2 separate regions of the Hordeum vulgare genome follow, and region 2 is linked to region 1. The links are chromatin contacts, called in public Hi-C maps. All regions are on one chromosome and are shown on one strand. Each heading gives the region's core, a stretch centred on a gene start, on an enhancer-like site or on the middle of the called end of the contact. The rest is flanking DNA. Distances are from core to core; before and after follow the strand shown. Region 1 holds the start of LOC123430979. Region 2 holds the start of LOC123430999 (probable serine/threonine protein phosphatase 2A regulatory subunit B''delta).

What was found. Hi-C and Micro-C count contacts between places; a contact is called where the count stands out from the background.
Region 2: a Hi-C map of leaf shows a contact between it and region 1, with 8 times the contacts expected there. The contact joins the promoter of LOC123430999 here to the promoter of LOC123430979 in region 1. A contact is called at or near these places in 2 of 6 Hi-C or Micro-C datasets (leaf and seedling) and 1 of 1 datasets of contacts at active chromatin or transcription factors (embryo).

The regions. Positions count from the first base shown.
Region 1 is chr1H:274,964,980-274,971,563 of MorexV3_pseudomolecules_assembly, reverse strand. It overlaps LOC123430979, which reads right to left and starts at 2,508. Exons shown (of 4, transcript XM_045114805.1): 1 at 2,270-2,508; 2 at 1,659-2,182; 3 at 503-784; 4 at 1-347. The coding sequence starts at 2,150. The coding sequence ends at 279.
Region 2 is chr1H:275,732,021-275,738,604 of MorexV3_pseudomolecules_assembly, reverse strand. LOC123430999 (probable serine/threonine protein phosphatase 2A regulatory subunit B''delta) reads right to left here and starts at 2,450. Exons shown (of 13, transcript XM_045114827.1): 1 at 1,944-2,450. The coding sequence starts at 2,096.

The DNA of each region.
Region 1 (6,584 bases), core at 1,259-3,758:
TGGCAAACACAAATTCGACAAACAAGGAAACTCACACTCCTATTCAGGAAAATATTCAGACTTTTGGAGCTCCTTGAATCCATGCGGGTTGATGCCTTGATAGATAACATCACCTCCACAAATGTTTATTTTTCAAGTACCAAGTGGATGCAGATCATCATTTTTCACCATGTGATTTCATAGGGTACAGGCTCCCGTGAGTAGAAATTCTGTGTACTTTTTCAGTCACACGGTTTTCGTTGTCTTTTTTACGTGACACAACAGATGTCCTTCCATTGTCAAAATGCTGCCCATCCGGCACCGGTGCTTTTTGTTTGTCCTAGCTCAGCCGATGAGGGCAGGCTTCGCTGCGTACCACAGATAATGGAAGTCCGGGATGAGAAGAGATGTATCGGCCATCAAGACAAGACAAAGCAAAGGAGAAGCTGGGCAGGCATCACTTACAATCATATATTGCAAGAAACGTAGAGATTGTAGTGAAAGTACAAAATTTAACTCTCACCTCTATAGCAGAAATATCTGAAAAGGGGTCGATGTTTTTCTTGGTAGGTTCTTTTGAGCTCCTGGTTCCAGCGTTGTGTCCAGAATTCATTCTTGCAGATGCAGAGTCGTTAGGTGGAGGTGGGAGCGGAGACCGAAGCTTCCCGGTTGCACCTGGCGGTGGTGCAAGGAGCATGCTTGCTTTAGGTTTTTCAGTGGCCCCACCGGATAAACCAGCAGAGGAAAGCATGCCACTTCCAGTTGATGGCTTGTTTTTCACGTTTATCCTAATGGTTTCACCTTCCTACACAGCAGGGACACCATCATCAAAATATCAGGAACAGATATACAACCATAGGGGTCATGCATCCGGCAAAAGCATTAGTCCCATTACCATGATGGCTACACCTCTTACAAAGACAAACTATTAGAAAATGTGGATACTGGAAAAAGTGTGTTTGAGCTTCAAATTTTTGGATCCATATAAGAAATAATAGACCCGCGTAAAAAAAAAGACCAAAAATGTGGTGCATCATGTCACAAATATCAACCTCGTGACAATAACCAAGAAATCCAACTCTAGCAAAGCTTCATCCGTCTAGGGACTACTAGATGAGCAGAAGTTGCATACACATGGAGAAAAATGAGAATGGACATGGGACAAACAATTAATGTGTAGACTCTAATCCAGTAGAACCATTTTGGCCTGCTGAGCCAGTAACAGAGAAATTCTCACCTATATGTCCAATCAAAAAACGGCTTATTAAATTTTGCAGTGATTTGGTTCGATGTTTTCTCATCTTCATAGCATGCCTATCATGTTAGAAACCAAATTCATTGCATCTATAGCTGCCTTCACTTCAACTTTATCAACAAATGTCGTACAAAACAATTAGTACATATATTTTCTTGTTCGTTTGGTCATTACGTAACCTTCTACCGGCCCTTATTCTTTTGGACGAAGACGTCAGCATTTTGTAGCAGAATATTAGATACTTGACCTACTTGGATATGTATTCGTTTGGTCATTATGTAACTTTCTACTGGCCCTTAACTTCTGAACATGTTTCAGATAAAGGGCAATTAACTTGGCAGTAGAAATATAATCTTTGATCAATCACAGATTACGCTATAGCCTAGCAATAGCAAAAGAGAGAAACTGGGCCATTTTCTAGTACCTTGAGCCGGCGATTCACCGCTGGGTGGATATCAATCTGGCTGTCATCTGCGTCTTCACCACCGGTCTCCTTATCTTGCTCCCTCTTGACATACTTCTCGTGATCCGACAGGGCGACGTTGAAGTCGAAGGCCTCATTGCGCTCGCCAAAGCCGAGGCCGACGAAGGCATGCTTCCCCCTGCCGTCCTCGATGCGGAGCACGAAGTAGCGCGACGAGTCGAGCACGGTCTCGACGGCGCTGTCCCTCTGGCCGGGCAGCACGAAGCAGGCGGCGAAGAGGTCCCCGGAGCCCGGGTCCTCGAGCCGGATCTCGCAGCGGTCGCCGCACGACACCACGCGGAGGCGGCCCGTCCAGATCTTGTCCGTCTGCAGCCACTCGCCGCACTTGTATCCGCCGCTGGTGGTGCGCGGCGGGATCTTGAAGACTGACACCTCGCGCACCACCAGCAGCGTGTGCTCGAAGGACTCCTCCTCATCTGGCAACGACGCCATGGTCCCTCCTCGCCGCTCGCCGCTCTACTTCACTGCAGCAATCGAGTAGACAATGGCCACGGGATCAGATTAGGAGCGGGTGCTAGCATACGACCAAAGATCGGGATCATCTGTCTCACCTCGGCGGATAGTGGCGGATTCTGGGCTAGATCTGACCCAAAATGAAACCTCTTTGGTAGTTTATTGGGATTCGTTCAAAGTTGGGGTTTGGATTGGGTTCTTCTATGGGAAGAAAGGTAGAGAAGGAGAAGACGTGGTATCGAAGGGTGGAAGGTGCAAGGAGGAGGAGGAGCAGCAGCAGCAGCAGAAATCAGAATGTTACACTTAACGATTTGCGCCTCTGATCGGGATACTTTCTCTGTTACAGGGTCTCCTATGCAAACGTCCATTCGAGCATGCGTGCACGGTCAGATTTGACATCAAGTACCCTAAGAGTAGATCTGGCCAAACGGGCCGATTAAATGGGCCGGCCGACAGCCCGCTTGCCTGGTACAATACGGGCCCGGCCCGACACGGGCTAATCGTGCTCGGGCCCGGCATGAAGCACGCCTAGGGCCGTGTCTGGGCCTGGAGGCTGGGCACGCGGGCCGACACGGCACAGCCCGTTTATTTTTTTTATATATTTTTTTAGATTTTATAAAAAAATCAGGCCCAGCGTGCTAATCGTTCCTCGGGCCGGCCCGTTTACCCAGCCGTGTCGTGCTTGGGCCTGGCTACCAGGCACGCGGGCCGGCACGGCACGGCCCGTATATTAATCGGGCCCAGGCGGGCCGTGTCGTGCCGGACCGACCCGTTTGGCCAGGTATATCTAAGAGCATCTCTAGCAGATCCGTACAAGAGTGACCTGTAAAATACGTTTACCCAGGTCGTGTAGAGTAATTTTACGGGACCATTTCATGAGCTAAAGATTAGGCTTCGTATATGAAACTGTAAAATTTAAAGAAAAAGACGTTCGCCGGTGAAACTACATCATGGTTTTTCACTAAAATACACATTCTTCATGAGCAACCTACATCAGTTCTTCATACTACCTCCGTCTCAAAATAAGTGACTCAAAAATGACTCAACTTTGTACTAAAGTTAGTGTAAATTTGAGTCATTTTTGAGTCACTTATTTTGGGACGGAGGGAGTACTAGGTAGGGGGGACTGTGTGGCGTGCAGCGTACCCGCGTCTAGGCTACCAAAAATGACGGGTGCAGCGGTGACGACATGGCAGAGGAGCCGGAGGAGCTCAGTCCTCGTCGGAGTCGAGGTCGATCAAAATATAGGCAAAGTTGTCCCTATTTTTCGATGAGATGTTGTTATCGTTTTGGTGGAATAGACTTTGATGATCCGATTATGAACATGTGAGGACGTCGCATCTTAGCAATCGCTAAACCAACTCCGAGAGATTATTGACCACGCACGGAGCATGATCCACCTGACCACGAGGGTCTGTTTTCTGCACGCAAACGAAGAAGAAGCAAGAAACTAAAATTGCAATCTGGATATTGTGAATATAAGAGGAAAGCTTCATTGATGAAAGTGGGGTTCTGTGACTCCTTTATCTGGTGGAGGAACACAAACGAAGAACGCGAAGTTGGAGCTATGACGAACTTGTAATCTAAACAAAACCCAGGTCTAAACGGCGCCCTGAGAGCTGTATATATGGGGGAATAGAGGAGGAATTCCATGACCCCTTTGAGGAGGGGTCCGAAATCGTCCCTAACTCAGTTTCCCCACACATACAGACTCTAAAAATAGCCTATAACATGGTATTTCGAAATTACATGGGCCTGGCCCAAACATTAGGTGGCGCATCACCTATAATAGCCTATGGACTAAATTTATAAAGTGGCATCTTGAATATTTCGTCCAAGCCTTCATGCTCTCCTTATGGTGGCTTCAAAGTGCGAAAATCACCAGTGAAAGCTCCATTGTTCTTTCCCGCGCGTGCACCTTCTTCTCCATGCTTGATCCCGCTCCAACAGATATCCTTCTTGTCCATGCTAGGTCCTTCATTCATAAGTACAACAAAAGTACCTAACTTAGGCAACATCATATGTTCATGAACATTAGAAGGATTTCCAAGAAACGAAAGTAACTGGTAATTCAATTGGCGTGCGCAAGCTCTAGTAACTGGTCCAGTATGTATAGCAGTTGGGGTTGTGGGTGTAACAATGGCGTTGATGTCCTCATCATCCTCTCCTTCTTGAACTGGAGTCGTCCTCGACGGAAGCTCATCTTCCTCACCCAAATATGGCTTCAAATCTGCAATGTTAAAAGTGGGACTAACCCCAAAATCTGCAGGCAGCTCAAGTCTATATGCATTATCATTTATTTTCTCTAACACCTTGAAAGGACCATCAACACGTGGCATTAGCTTTGACTTGCGCAAATCAGGAAACATGTCCTTACGTAAATGCAGCCAAACAAGATCTCCCGATGCAAAGACAACATGTTTTCTACCCTTATCTCCAGCAAGTTTATATTTAGAATTCATACGCTCAATATTTTCCTTCTTGTTAGGGCATATTTATCAATATGTGGTTTTGGTAATTGATGACAATCCCTATGGACTAATGTTTGCCTTAAGTTATATTTGAAGGATTTGTCCATAGGCACTTCTCGAAGTCCATCTGTTGGTTTTAAGGAGTTTATATGATGAACAAGGTGGTATTCAAGGTTTTATCCAAAGAGTGGTCATAAAATCACAAGGTTGATTAAGACTAAGATAAAGAGTAAATCAAGTTGATCAGTACACAAAGCGTACAAGATGTACCGAAAGGGATCAAGTGATCCCGTGGTGTGTTTCCATGGGCTTGCGTCAAGAGGAAGATCTCATACAACCCATGGAGGATGACGTCAAGTAGTGATCGTCATCGAGATTGTGGTGTGCAAGTTCAAGTGGAGCATCATGAAGATATCTTGCTTGAAGCTTGTCGTCCACTGTGGTGGCAATGGACTTGTGAAGATGTGCTAAAGAGTGGCTCACCCATAGTGAGTATGGGGGAGCAATCAACTAGTGTTCATCAAACCAACACAATCAAGAAAGGTGGTCCATCTTGAGTAAGCCAAGATCATCATCATCTAGCTCAAGAGGACTACGTGCAAGGTATAGGTTTGCCCTTGATAGGTTTTTCTTTTTTTTTAGGATAGATTGTCGTACAGTCAAGGGGGGATCTCAAGTGATTAGCTCGATCATATCGTTCATTGGGAGCTCAAACCATTTGCATCCTTGCATAATATTTCTTGGTTCTTGTTTGGTGTTTCTCTCTATGAGTTTTAGAGCTTATGGTCATCTTCATGACAAGCTCGAGTTCATCGAAAACGGATTCCATATGCATCTTCTATGATGTTTTCGATGTTGGAAGTTTTTGTAGGCTCTTCATTCATACAGGTCTCACATCTCTATATCATTGGCATTTTCATAACTGCATGTTCTTAAGATTTCCAACAAGCTTCAGTTTGCTCAATTCGAAGATCATTGGTAGAAGTTATGACAGTTCTTGTTTTTCATGTTCTCTTCCAGACTAACCGGTTGTACCGCTGCCATGGACGGTTGTACCGCTCAACCCATGGGCCGTTGTACCGGCCCAGCACCGGTCCACAACCGGTCACGACTCTGTTTAGCTGTTGTAGTTGGGCGGTGGTGGCCCGGTTGCACCGCTATATTAAATATAGCCAGCACTACCGGTGTTCCAAGCGGTTGTATGACCTGGGACTTAGCCACGCCCATCGGCCAAGTCTCTGTTTTGGACCGATTGTTGGGCGGTGCCTGTCCGGTTGTTTCAGTAATTTCGGTATACCGGTTGTACCGCCCGAGTGTTAAAACGGTTGTAACGGTCAGATTCGTGGGGACCTATTTAAGGGGGTCTTCTTCCCAATGGTTCCCTATCCTTCCGGCTCGTGTTTTCCCCCCATTGTTGACCCTTTTAGAGCTTACTAACTCTCAATACCTCCAATTATTCTTGCTAGTTCTTGAGGAAAAGAGAGAGGAGATCTAGGCCCACATCTCCACTAATCACTTTATCCTCTATGTGAAGGGAATCCCTTGGATCTTGATCTTGGAGTTCTTTGTGAGCTCCTTATTCTTACTCTCATATTCCTCCATAGCTTTTGTTGTTGCGGAGGGATTTGAATGTGAGGGATTTGACCACTTCATGTGTTCTTGCCATTGCATTAGTTGCATTGGTTTGAATTCTCCACGGTGATATGTGGAAGTGGAAAAGTTGAGAAGCTTCTTACCCTTTGGTAATTGGTACCCTAGAGATTGTTCTTCGTGGATGCTTTGGCGTCCTAAAAGCTTGGTGGTGCCTCGGAGCTCAATCATTGTGGTGTAAAGCTTCAGGCAAGCGTCGGGGTCTCCAATTAAGTTGTGGATATTGCACCGAGCATTTGAGGTCACCTCGAAGCCATATGTGCCATTGTGGTGAAGCTTCGTGGTGTCGTTG
Region 2 (6,584 bases), core at 1,201-3,700, 770 kb before region 1:
GAGTGTAGCTGCAAGATACGCGGCTACAAGAAACTAGTGAGCTCAAACTTTATTTAATGTCCCGTTAATGAAGTATAGAACAAACGTCAACATACGTTCCATATTCCCAGAAGAGTGAGCTATTTCAAGCATATACCATATATACAGACAGGTTAAAATTTGAAACATCTGCTATGTTGCTATATATATTAAGCAATGCCTGAAATACAAGATGTAAGAAGCCAGCCCATATAGTAGATCTATATTGTCCAAATAATCACACGTTAAAAATCAAACATATCCCAATACATATATAGCACTACATAGTAGTAACGGCAGCCTGGGGAGCCAGGAATCCAGTCAAATAATCACACATGGAAAATCAAACATATCCAATACATGTATAGCACTGCATAGTTATCACGGCAGCTTAGGGAGCGAGGAACCCCATATCGGTGACACTAGACAGTACCTTAGCTTAACCTAATTAGCGCATTACAACATATATAACAAGGCGGAAATGGAGAATACATGTCCCACTAGCCACTTGGTCCAAAACATCATCTGAAGACAAAAGAATATCAAAGCATCCACTACCTACTCACATGCTCAATTGCCAACAGCAAAGCAGAGGGCGACGGAGCTAACAAGTGAGATGCACAACAAGCAGCAGAGAAAACCAGCAAGATGAAGGAGCTAAGAAAGCCCAATGAGAGCTGTGTATTCGCGAAGCGACAACACTGAGCGGGGAGGTGACGATGCACGGTAGTTTTGAACTACAAAAGGCTAACGATGAGGGGCGGTGGAGTCCCTGTGCCTCCTGGACTACTGCCAGTCAAGGCGAGCAGTTATGTCATCTGCTGACCTATTTGATAACATGTTGTTTCCCGCAAAAAAGGTAGCATGTCGTTGACTACTACGCTATGCCCAACCATAACACTCAAGACAACATTCAACATAACAAAGCAGAGAAAACAACGAAATGTTAGTAGCATCATTTGGGAGAACAACAATAAACACTGGAGTGGTAAAGCCTTGAGACCGTGTTAACACTACAGGTAACACCGCACACGATATTGTCAGCATGAGTTCTTTTTTCTAAGGTTTCATGTGTTTGACCAGCAAAGTAGGCATCCCATCAACAAGAGCTATATATTCTATGCTGCATTATATCTACTGCTCTGCACAGGTATGCATCAAATTAGCAGCCAAAAAGAGCTCAACAAAATATGCACCCCAAACAACAATTAAACCTTCTCACATGGAACCAGACAATTCAAGCCAGATCTCTAGCACAGTGCACCACTGCGAGAATGTCCTAAGAAGAGTGAACTATCATTTTAAGTGAGCATCGGCTCGAAGTATAACACAAATTGTTGTAGCATAAAACAAATATCTTGATAGCACTAGATTTCAGTACAGCATTCGAGTCCACGTCTCCTGAAATCCATCATTCTTCTAAACACATGCAACATTGATTATCATACCAACATTCCTTTATCTTTAATATAATGATAAAGCTGATGAATACGGTGAGGGCTCGTCTCAAAAACCAATAGTAAGCACATCAGTTCAAGAAGCCAAAATTAGTACAGATGGTACATATTCATTCACGGCAACTGAGGAGCAGAAAGTAAGCTCCCCGAAGAAGCAGGCCAAGTACATATTTGCGCAAAAATTACTACAATCACACTCTCCCACAGAACCTTAGCCTTTGATGTACCAGACCTCATCGCTTTCTATCCTCGGCTTAAGCTAGCACTCGTAATACGAACATGACAATCTAAACCCATGCAGATCACTGCAGCATAAGACGCCACCAAGGCAGAGCATTCTAACAAACATTTTTCAAGAGTTCCAACACGAGATCACAAAAGGCCACGCAAAATCAACGGACGAACCACGACAATATAGGAGCACCTCCAAAGGAGCAGGCGAAGGCAACAGGACGCGTGAGAGGTTACCAGCTTGGACGACTCAGGCAGCACGAGCCACTGGAAATAGAGTGCCTCGGCTATGCTTGAGTTCTCCCGGAGAGCGCCCGGCGCGAGCTCCGGCAGCTGCAGCAACTCCGGGTCAAGAGCCGACGCATCCCTCCTCGCCGCTTCCACCTCCATGCCGTCAACACCCTAGTGCCCTTCTCATGCACCAAGCAAGGCCCCGAACCCTAGATCTGTTCCCCGCGAGCGCGTCCAGAGGCTGGAGGACGCGGTGGCGCGGTGGCGCGGCGTGGGGTGAGTGACGAATCGGGACTCGGCGGGGTTGGCGGCAGGCGGCTTAGGAGGATCGGGGGTCGCCGGCGTCGAGATCTGAGGCGAGGGCCGGGGGCGGGTGGAGGCGAAACCCTAGGCCGGGACAAGCGAGCGGCAGCAGGTGGGAGGAGATGGGGGGGAGAGCGGAAGATGGTGGTGCTAGGCTGCTAGCTAATGGTGCGCGTCGATATAACAGCGGAGGGCAAAATGAAATCGTCTTTCCGATGGCACTTTCGCTCCGTGTGGCTAAATGGAGCTGATGTGGCTGAGAATGCAGCCAAACCCGTGCACTGGAAGCGGTTTTGTGTTCTTCAATTATTTTTATTTCTCTAATCTTTTTATTTCTCTAATGATAAAAATTGGAGATCTTCGATACTAGCAAATGAAAGCGATATGAATATTGCATTGTTATCTTGTTATATTATTGGTACTTGTTTGAAATATGTATGGTCGATGTCAAAACAGTCACTTCATAAGCAAATTTAAACATCTTTTAATTCGCTATCTTGCTAGAATTGAAGCGCTCTCATTTAATTAAGTGCATTGATTTTTAGGGTGGTGTCCGGTTTTGATCAGAATCTTGGCATTAGATATGTAGATCTGAAGAAATGAGGGGTTGGTTTTTTTGGTGGGACACCTCGAGAAGTGGAAGAGGGTTTTGGCCGCGGTTGTCAGTGTAGGAACAGTTGGTCTCTTTTGGTCAAACCTAAGTGGTGTGGCGGCTCTGAGGATACATGTCGATATGCGCGTGCAGGGAGGCTAATTATAGATTGGGGTGGGTTGTGGAGGGCACTCGGGTGGCTGGCACGGACGACATCGGTGGTGTGCTAGGTAGGCCTCGACGTCGTCCTCGCAATTGAAGTAGCTCGAGTTTTGCTAGCGTTGTTGTTGGAGGTTTTCATCTGTTGTTGTGAGAGAAGCTCCATTGTCTCTTGCATCTTCCTAAACTTCACTCCTTCATGTTGGCTTCCATGAGTATGCTCTAAAGTATTGGTACTCCTTACTCCGTGATGGAGTGTGTGTTTGTGCACATGATGTTGGGGTGAAATCAGTTGGTTCATCATGTTGTTGCTTGTGCGAGCTTCTTGTTGTGTTGGCCAACGACCCCGTCAGTCATACCTCTGCATGTGTCCGCCCTCACTCGCCCTCTATACCCCTCCCCCTCCGTGAGATATTGTCTCCTTCAAGCGGCCTAGCAAAGTATCCCTTCCTTCTTGTGCACATTTTTTTCTATGGGCATTGTCATCATAAGATCGCTTGCTACTCGGTAATTTAGCATTCTTTATTAATGGTTCTTTTCTACCATTTTTTGGTTTTCAGGGCATATTACACAAGCATATGCCAAGAACTATGGGTACTTCGATGGTCAATAATATTGTACTTATTATGGTAGCTTTTATAAGCTCACATAGTGGGGTTGCCTATAAGACCTGAGCTTTTAATATTGGGGATGCCCCGGAAGGCATTCCCTCTTTCATCTCCATTCTATTGTTATGTCACTTAGAGTTATATTTTTATTCATCACATGATATGTGTTTTGCTTGGAGCGTAATGTATTGTAGTCTTGTTTTCGTTTGGTTTGTCACAATAATTGTTTGACGGACACACGTATATGAGAGAGACACGTGTTCATTAGAATTTGTTAGAATAGTCTATATGCTTCGCTTATATCTTTTGAGCTAGTCAGTTGTTGTAGTGCTTCACTTGTATCTTTTAGAGCTCAACGGCGTGTAAATTTTATAGAAATAATGATACTCTCATGCTTCGCTTAAATATTTTGGAGATTCTAAGAAATAGTAATGGAAATATGCGCGAGTTATAAGACTAGTCCAAAAAAATAGGTATTCAAGCAGGATATAATAAAAAAATCATGTAGCTCACTAAAAGAGAACTGTGGGTTAATTATATTGATGTAGTAATATGAAAGTGCATGACTACATGGTTATTTGTTAGTAAAAATATCAGTATTAAAGAATATTATTAATTACTCATCTAAATATTGGTTATGGCACCATGATGATGTGTGAGCGTTCTTATGTCGGTTTGAAATCCTATGCGTTGTTCGGTTCGAAGGCGCGCAATGATTAACTCCTACCAACCTTCTCCCTAAGGGTATGTGATGACCCACAAGTATAGGGCATCAGTCGTAGTCTTTTCGATAAGAAAAATTGTCGAACCCAACGAGGAGCATAAGAAAATGATAAGCAATTTTCAGCAAGGTATTCTCTACAAGAGCTGTGAGTAACAATGGTAGATAGTTTTGTAACAAGATAATTGGTAACAAGTAATAAGTAACAATAGTAGCAAGTGTGCAACAAGGTGACCCAATACTTTTTGTAGCAAAAGACAAGCCTGAAAGGTCTCTTATATAAATTAAAGTGCTCTCAAGGACACATGGGAATTTCCGTCTAATCATGTTCATCATGTTGAGTTGATTCACGTTCATTGCTTTGATAATTTGATATGTGGGTGGACCGGTGCCTAGGTGTTGTTCTTACTTGAACAAACAACCTACTTATGATTACCCACTATATTGGAAATATGCCCTAGAGGCAATAATAAATTGGTTATTGTCATATTTCCATGTTCATGATAAATGTCTATTATCCATGCTAGAATTATATTGATCGGAAACTCAGATACATGTGTGGATACATAAACAACACCGTATCCCTAGTGAGCCTCTACTAGACTAGCTCATTGATCAAGGATGGTTAAGGTTTTCTAACCATAAACATGAGTTGTCATTTGATAACGGGGTCACGTCATTAGAAGAATGATGTGATGGACATGACCCAACCGTAAGCATAGCACATGACCGTATCAATTAGTTTTTTGCTACTTCTTTCTTCATGTCAAGTATCTGTTCCTAAGACCATGAGATCATGCAACTTCCTAACACTGGAAGAATGCCTTGTGTGTATCAAACGTCACTTCGTAACTTGGTGATCATAAAGGTACTCTACAGGTATCTCAAAGGGTGTCTATTGGGTTGGCATGGACCGAGACTGGGATTTGTCACTCCGTTTGACGGAGAGGTATCTCTGGACCCGCTCGGTAATACAACATCACAAGAAGCTTGCAAGCAATGTGACCAATGGGTTAGTCACGGGATCTTGTATTTTGGAACGAGTAAAGAGACTTGCTGGTAACGTGATTGAACTAGGTATGCAGATACTGACGATCGAATCTCGGGCAATTAACATACTGCCGCACAAAGGGAACTACATACGAGATTGACTGAATCCTTGACATCGTGGTTTGACCGATAAAGATCTTCATGGAATATGTAGGAACCAATATGGGCATCGAGGTCCCGTTATTGGTTATTAACCGGAAAGTTGTCTCTGTCATGTCTACATGATTCTCGAACCCATAGGATCCGCACATTAACGTTCAATGATGCTAGACTAGTATTGGGATATGTACATTGGTGACCGAATGTTGTTCAGAGTCCGAGATGAGATCTCTGACATCACGAGGATCTCCGCAATGGTCCGTAGGTAAATATTTATATATGGGAAGTCATGTTCAGGTTTTCGGAAAATGTTTGGGGTTTTTTGGTATTATACCGGGAAGGTTCTAGAATGTTCCAGAGTGGTGCCTGATACTTCTCCATCGTATCTACTTTTCTAAACTCTTTTGCCCTTGTTTTGGTCTCTAATTTGTATGGAACTAAGCCGGACTGACGTTGTTTTCACTAGAATTGCTATGGTGTTGTTTTTGCGCAGAAATAAAAGTTCTCGGAATGACCTGGAAATTTACGAGGATTTTTTGTGGAATATAAAAAAAATATTGACGCAAGAATCAACTGGAGGGACGGAGCCAGGAGCTCACAAGCCCACTAGGCCTGCCCCCCTGGCTGGGCCTCGCACGCTTGTGAGCCCCTCAGGGCTCCGCCGCCTCCAATTCCAGCTCTATATATTCTCCTTCGACCGGAAAAAAAATCAAGGGGAAGAGTTCATCGCGTTTTACGATACGGAGCCGCCGCCACCACCTGTTCTTCCTCTGGAGGGAAGATCTGGAGTCCGTTCTGGGCACCGGAGAGGGGGAATCGATGCTTTCGTCATCACCAACCATCCTTCATCGCCAATTCCATGATGCTCTTCACCGTTCGCGAGTAATCTCATCGTAGGCTTGCTGGACGGTGATGGGTTGGATGAGATCTATCATGTAATCGATTTAGTTTTGATGGGGATTGATCCCTAGTATCCACTATGTTCTCAGATTGATGTTGCTACTACTTTGCCATGCTTAATGCTTGTCACTAGGGCCCGAGTGCCATGATTTCAGATCTGAACCTATTATGTTTTCATCAATATATGTGTGTTCTTGATCCTATCTTGCAAGTTG